2 separate regions of the Mus musculus genome follow, and region 1 is linked to region 2. The links are chromatin contacts, called in public HiChIP or PLAC-seq maps. All regions are on one chromosome and are shown on one strand. The core of a region is the stretch at or near the end of the contact, and the rest is flanking DNA. Distances in the headings are between cores, read along the strand shown. Region 1 has its middle 34 kb from the start of Gm15270. Region 2 overlaps Gm15270 (predicted gene 15270).

What was found. HiChIP or PLAC-seq counts read pairs in DNA pulled down with a chosen protein or histone mark.
Region 1: a contact with region 2 is called in a FOXA1 HiChIP or PLAC-seq map of pancreatic cancer cells. The contact joins two enhancer-like sites. A contact is called at or near these places in 4 of 484 Hi-C or Micro-C datasets (the HL-1 cell line, embryonic stem cells and nephron progenitors), 2 of 115 datasets of contacts at active chromatin or transcription factors (embryonic stem cells and pancreatic cancer cells) and 1 of 9 other capture datasets (embryonic stem cells).

Annotation. Positions count from the first base shown.
Region 1 is chr10:24,627,988-24,630,957 of GRCm38.p6, reverse strand. No RefSeq gene overlaps it. Among named protein-coding and RNA genes, the nearest start is that of Gm15270, 34 kb to the right of the region's middle. Within about 2 kb of position 1,672, at least 44 of the 459 cell types and tissues checked have an H3K27ac peak or open chromatin away from gene starts, as enhancers often do. A contact at or near this core is called in pancreatic cancer cells, where this site is marked.
Region 2 is chr10:24,477,683-24,480,814 of GRCm38.p6, reverse strand. The region is part of intron 3 of Gm15270 (predicted gene 15270); the gene reads left to right. Among named protein-coding and RNA genes, the nearest start is that of Gm40615, 18 kb to the right of the region's middle. Within about 2 kb of position 1,419, at least 36 of the 459 cell types and tissues checked have an H3K27ac peak or open chromatin away from gene starts, as enhancers often do. A contact at or near this core is called in pancreatic cancer cells, where this site is marked.

The DNA of each region.
Region 1 (2,970 bases), core at 423-2,922, 150 kb before region 2:
GCCCCCATGTAAGAGCATCAGGGCAGAATGAATGTGAGCTGCAGAAAAAACTAAACAGCGGTCGCTCTGCGCTGAGGAATTGTTCGCCCCCTGCTGGCCAGTCTTGGAATTGTTCTGCTTAAAGAAAAAGGATCGTAGGAGCAAGACCGCTTTCAGTAAGTTGTCCTGTTACTAAACGATAAGAATTTTCATTCACCAAAATGTTCTGCGTATAAGCATCAAACTCCTACACCCATCCCTGAAATCACTCATCCATTCCTTTGTTTACTAAAATGAACGCACCAGCCTTCACTAACTCTCACCACGTACATAGAGACACACAATGCAACCTTTTGAAAGCGTTCCCCACTTGGCACACCTTCCTGTGCCCAGTCCCTTTATGTTACTTTATATCAGCAAATAAGGTCCTTGACGTGATGTACAACTCGGGTTACTCATTCCCCTCGGATGGGCATTTTGTGGAAGATTTCTAGTTTTTAATCTGTTTCATATAGAACAACTATGGGGTTCCCAGGTTTTGTGTGAACAAAATGTTTTTATTTCTGTGTGTTTAGTGACCATGAAGAGAGTTGCTTTGTTACGCAGTAAGTGCGTATCTGGGTCTTTATTCCCCACAGCAGCTGTAATACTTTATATGGTCACTTGTTCTAAATCCACGTATTTTTCACATTTGCTTTTATAGATATCTTATAGCAGTCAAAATTTGTACAGTTTCCTACGGGTGTTGAATATATTTCAATGGGACTATTTACCATTTGTAAATTCTTCTTTTAAAAATATCTTATTATATCTTTTGCATACTTCCTGGAAATTACTTAATTTTTTTGTTACATGCTGATTTTTTTTTTCAAATTCTAGATCCGGCGCTGCAGTAGTTGCAGATATATTCTCACACCATGTGCCTTCTTTTTCAGACTCTTATAATAGGATCTTTTCCATCACAAATACTTTAAACTTTAGTTAATTTTAACTTGGTTTTATTTTAATTTTTTTCTCCTACGAATTATAATGTTGAGTCAATGAGATAATTTTTCATCAAGTCTAGATCCTGAAGATTTTTATCTATAATATCTTCTAAAACTTTTACAGTTTGGGGTCAGATTTTGAACCATCTGTAAGGTTTAGATTGAGGTTCATACTCCTCCCTTAATAACTCGACCACTGCATGGCGAAATGGCGTTCTCTTTGTACTGACTTGCTTGTAGGCCCTTGTCAGGAAGAGCTGGGTGTATTTCTGTGGACTCACATTGGAGTATCTATTCTGACTCCTCAGTCTGTTTATCTGTCTGTCCTGCTGTGGATATCCTCCATTCATGTTGAGTGTTAAAATCAAGGAGGGTGAATCCTCCCAAGCTTGCCGATTCATTTTTATATCTGTTTTGGATGCTTTTGTTTTATCGATCTGCACAGACTCCAAGACACTGATGGCTTTCTCAAAGCACACATCCTGCTGAGCCTTGATAGTGAAGGGGACAGATGGGGACACTTTAAGCTCTAAATGAGCACACTTGTACTTCATACTGTTGAAAAGGATAGAGGCTCTTGTCTCTCTTGAGTCATGAGAGGCCATTTGTACTTCTCACTGTATGCAGGAATCTGGACGCACACACTGTGTGCTGCCCAGAAAGCGCACATTGTTAACTGACGGGAGTTAATCTTTAACCTAAAGGTAACTCAGATAATGGTTGGGAAGAATGGTGACTCAAAGGCTGGCCTGGGTGTATAAAACTCCCTACACAGGGAAGGGTGATAACAAGGAGGGCGGGCAAGAGGAAATAAGGACAAACCCACCAGCATGACGAATCCAAAGACAAGAGGAGCAACGTGACCAGAGAGGCAGGACTGAATGGTCGGTGTTCTGGTTTCTTATAAAACTTGTTACTGGAGAAAGTCATGCTTCTCCACCAGGTTGCCAGCCCTCTGAGGGAAGCACTGATCCTGTCTGCTCGTTGGCACCCATACCGAGGGGCAGCAGGGGTTTCTATTCTGGTTATAGCTGGAACAAGGCAAAGTGTCTATGTCCCGATAACTCTCTGCCACTTCAAACATGGTGCGATATGCCCGAGCCAGTAGAATAAGGAAAACGGAAATAAAATAATACAGGCTCAGAAAGGAGAAATGAGACTAAGTTTATAGGTGTCACAATTGTTTACATACCCAAACCCCAGTGAGCCCACCAACAAACAAAATAAGTCGCTGGAGAAGTGGTTCTCAACCGGTGGGCTACAACCCTTGGCACGGTCACATATCAAATATTTACATTAAGATTCATAACAGTAGCAAATTGTTATGGATTGTGAAGGTTGGAGGTCGCCACCGCATGAGGGACTGTGTTAACTGATTGCAGCCCGAGGAAAGTTGAGATCACTGCTCTAGCGCCACAGAAAGAATTACACCAGTGCAGTGACATGGGTGTCAGTTAGGGGAGAGGTAAAATTTTTACTCTGTCGATCAGTCTGTGATTACAACTGATCCAGTCTTTCTTTTACGAGTGTCTGGAGTTTTCAGCACATTTATCTTTAATATATACCCAAGTTCTCATTTTTTTTTTAGCAGTTGTACGAAGCATTATGTTTTTTATTTTTATTTTTTATTTTTGACTGAGTGACTACAAAGACTTTATTAAATTATTGCAGCAGGAGGCAGTGCTAATGCAGAAGAGGGACATGGTGGTGAGAATGCTTAAGCAGCCTCAACAAAGCCACAGAGACCTCAACCTGTCCAAGCTGGTGCTATAGAGTCAGAGGATGGGCACCACGGGAAGAGATTTCAAGTTAGCCCTGACAACAGCACCTCAGCTCTGCGGGGACATCGGCCAGGGTCCTTTCTGAGGGCGCTCGAGCCTCCAACTGGAGGAGAGTTTGGGCCAGTTGCTCTGAGCCTCCAAGGAATTCCCCCCCCCCCCCCCATGAAATCATCTCACAACCAAGGCAAAGCTACATGCCACGTCTGACACTACCAATTGCAAGC
Region 2 (3,132 bases), core at 170-2,669:
ATTTCACTTCATCTTTTTGAGACACATGGGGCTTCATGTTTTGTCTATGCTGTCTGCCCAGGGAACCCCACATCTGCTCCTCTCACTTCAGCCCAGCAGCTGGTGCTATCACACCTGGAGTTTTAGATGGATGATGATGGGATCTGAACTCGGGTCCTCATATGTGCATCATGACACTCTCCGTGCCCGTAGATGGACGTCTCTGAACATAGTTCTTTGCCATTCAAAGGATTTAGAATAACTACATATATTAATTCAGAAATCACACAGAATCCAGCTTTCCGATTCTAGCACTAGGAATTCAGTTGAATAAACAAAGTGCAGCCACTCAGAAGTGGGAGGTCACAGTCACAAGCCACTGGATTTCAAGCTATCTCCACTTTGAAGCTGCTGGAATCCTGGAGAGCCATGTTTTGATACCACAATTAAGAAGCTTAATGTCTGACCCAGTATCTTCTGATCTAGTTACAGGAAAGATAAATATTTCTGGGTTCTGAAATCCAAATCTCAAAATCCCCTCTGTATGTACTGACATCTTATGGGAAGCTGCACATTTTCCAGCTGTGTCATCTTCATGTTTTATGTCCAAAGTTGTCTTGTTGCAACTGAAAGTAATGACTGTCTACATAGTCATGCAGACCTTTCTTCACTCCCTTGCTCCCTTGTGTGGCAGAAGAGGAACACGTTCACAAAAACCAAGAGTCTTTTGAATCTTTGGACTCAGTGCTGTGTCTCTAGCAGAATTTTGGTTTGTGCTGTTAAGGTCCTGGATATTCTTTACATGATAGATATTTATTTGAATAATAACCTTCACGTGAAAATAGAGTTTACATGAATGTTATATGGTGCTAGAGAATGTAGCAAGAAGGCAGTACCCCCAGAGCTCCCTGGGACTAAACCACCAATCAAAGAAAACACATGGTGGAACTCATGGCTCCAGCTGCATGTGTAGCAGAGACTGGCCTAGTCGGTCATCAATGGGAGAAGAGTCCCTTGGTCCTTTGAAGGCTCTATGCCCCAGTGTACGGAAATGCCAGGGCCAGGAAGTGGGAGTGGGTGGGTTGGTTAGCAGGGGGTAGAGGGGAGGGGATAGGGGATTTTTGGAGGGGAAACTAGGAAAGGGGATAACATTTGAAATGTAAATAAAGAGAATATTTAATAAAAAATTTAAAAAAATGGTGAGTATTCCTTTAAAGACCAACTGAGGAAGAAAGGCATTGTTCAGCACATTTTTTTTACTCTTCCCTTCCCGCCTACGTGCCCCCGCCCCCTCCCTCTTGCCCGCCAACCTCATGTGGAACGTCATTACTAAGGGTGAGAAACTCACAGGCTAAAAATGTAAGGTCTTCGCCGTATCTGGAAGATGATGTTGTCATGTAAAGTAAAATAGCTCTTTACCAGGCAGAGCAGCCTTCCTGAGAATTCATTCCTGGGACTGTTTGCATTCTTTCCCAGTGAACGCCAGGGCAGACATCAGACTCTATTTATAACAGCAGAGGAGATATTCAACCTTTCAGAGCGGTACTCAGAATCGAGGCTGCTCGAGAGCGAGTGGGTAGAATCTCTATGTGCCTTTTCCCAACAAGTGTGCATTCCCTTTCGGGGTAGAGGTGACCCCGTGGCAAGCCTGGGAGAACCTATCTCAGGAACAACATGTGGCCTAGAGATGGAAGGAGCGGGATGGAAACCATACATGGTGAAGTGAAAAAGATGGTCTTCCTTGCGTTGCCGCTGAACTCGGCAGGTTTACTTCAGTGCCCCAAGAGTAAACAGAGCTGGAATCACACTGTCATGCTGTGGGTTCATGGAAAAGTGCCTGAGGGGCTCTAAATGCTCTTGTGTGCTACCTCTCAGCCCTTGAGCACTCCGACTTCAGAAATCCTTACTGGGGCATAGTAGTGTCTGAGCCTTGTGTGAGTGCAGATAGACTGTTCTGCTTGTTCAAGAGGTAAGGTAGAGGAGAGTTCACACTGAACATCATGATGTTTCAGATGGCTGGGATCAGAACACAGAGGTGAGTAATTGCAGAGCTCAGAAGGCTGAAGCACTGGATCAGCTAGAGTTGGAAGCCAGCCTTGGCCTCAGAGCAACACTCAGCCTCAGCAAACAGCCATAGAGAGCAAAGTCCACAACTTAAAGTCTTCTTTAGGAGGAGAAATGAGTCAGGCACATAATCAAGTTACCTTGTCTAACATAGACAGAATGCAACTACCTTGCTTACTACCATGGACACTTATACTAGCAACACAACCGTTTCTTCTGCCTTCCTGTCTCCCGGCCCAAGGGTAACTTTCATTGAGAAATGTCAATTAAAAGCAAAGATGACAAGGGAAATGTTGGTATGGTATTGGTGCCATGGTACCAATGTCCTGGTCATTCCATCTGCTGGATCTGGGTTTCCTGCAGCAGCTAGGGAGAGCTAGGTGGTTTAGTGGCTCCTTAGTACAATAAAGAAAAGGTTCTCTCAGTTTAAAAGGATGATGGTGCTGCTGTATACAATAGGCAAACATACTGGCTTAGGCACAATGGTAGACTACAGGAATCTTTAATAGTGAAAGGTTTTCCTTGAATTTTGTAAACATTTGATACTATGAGACCTGGCCTGATTAGAGTAGCCTGTTCTTACAAATCTGGAACTTGGCTTATTATCAGAAATAGGATATATAGAATATACTTTTTTCTTTCTATAAAAGTCTTCATTCCCATTGACATGTTGAGCTCTCCTTTAGAAGAAACCATGTCCCAGCAGCTCTCTGTGTGACTACACACTGCTGTACAAGATAGTTCTCATCACTGGCTCTATCTACACCAGACACAAGAGAAAGGGACCCTTTTTTCATTTAACCCCAGGGAAGACACCAGACCGCCATTAGAAAGCAGTTAGTGCCTGGATTCATATCAGCTCGTTATAAAGTTGGGACCTCAGGTTCTTTTCTTTACTCTCATTTGTCAGGTCTTTGGCATAGCAAGAGAAGCGAAGGAAAGGGAAGGGAAAGGACGGGAAGGGGAAGGGAAAGGACGGGAAGGGGAAGGGAAATCTCCATCAAACTTGGGGTTCTTCTTTATGCTTAAATATATCAAACAAAATAATGTACATGGACGTGGTTCAATGTACTTCCAATTGTCATAGAA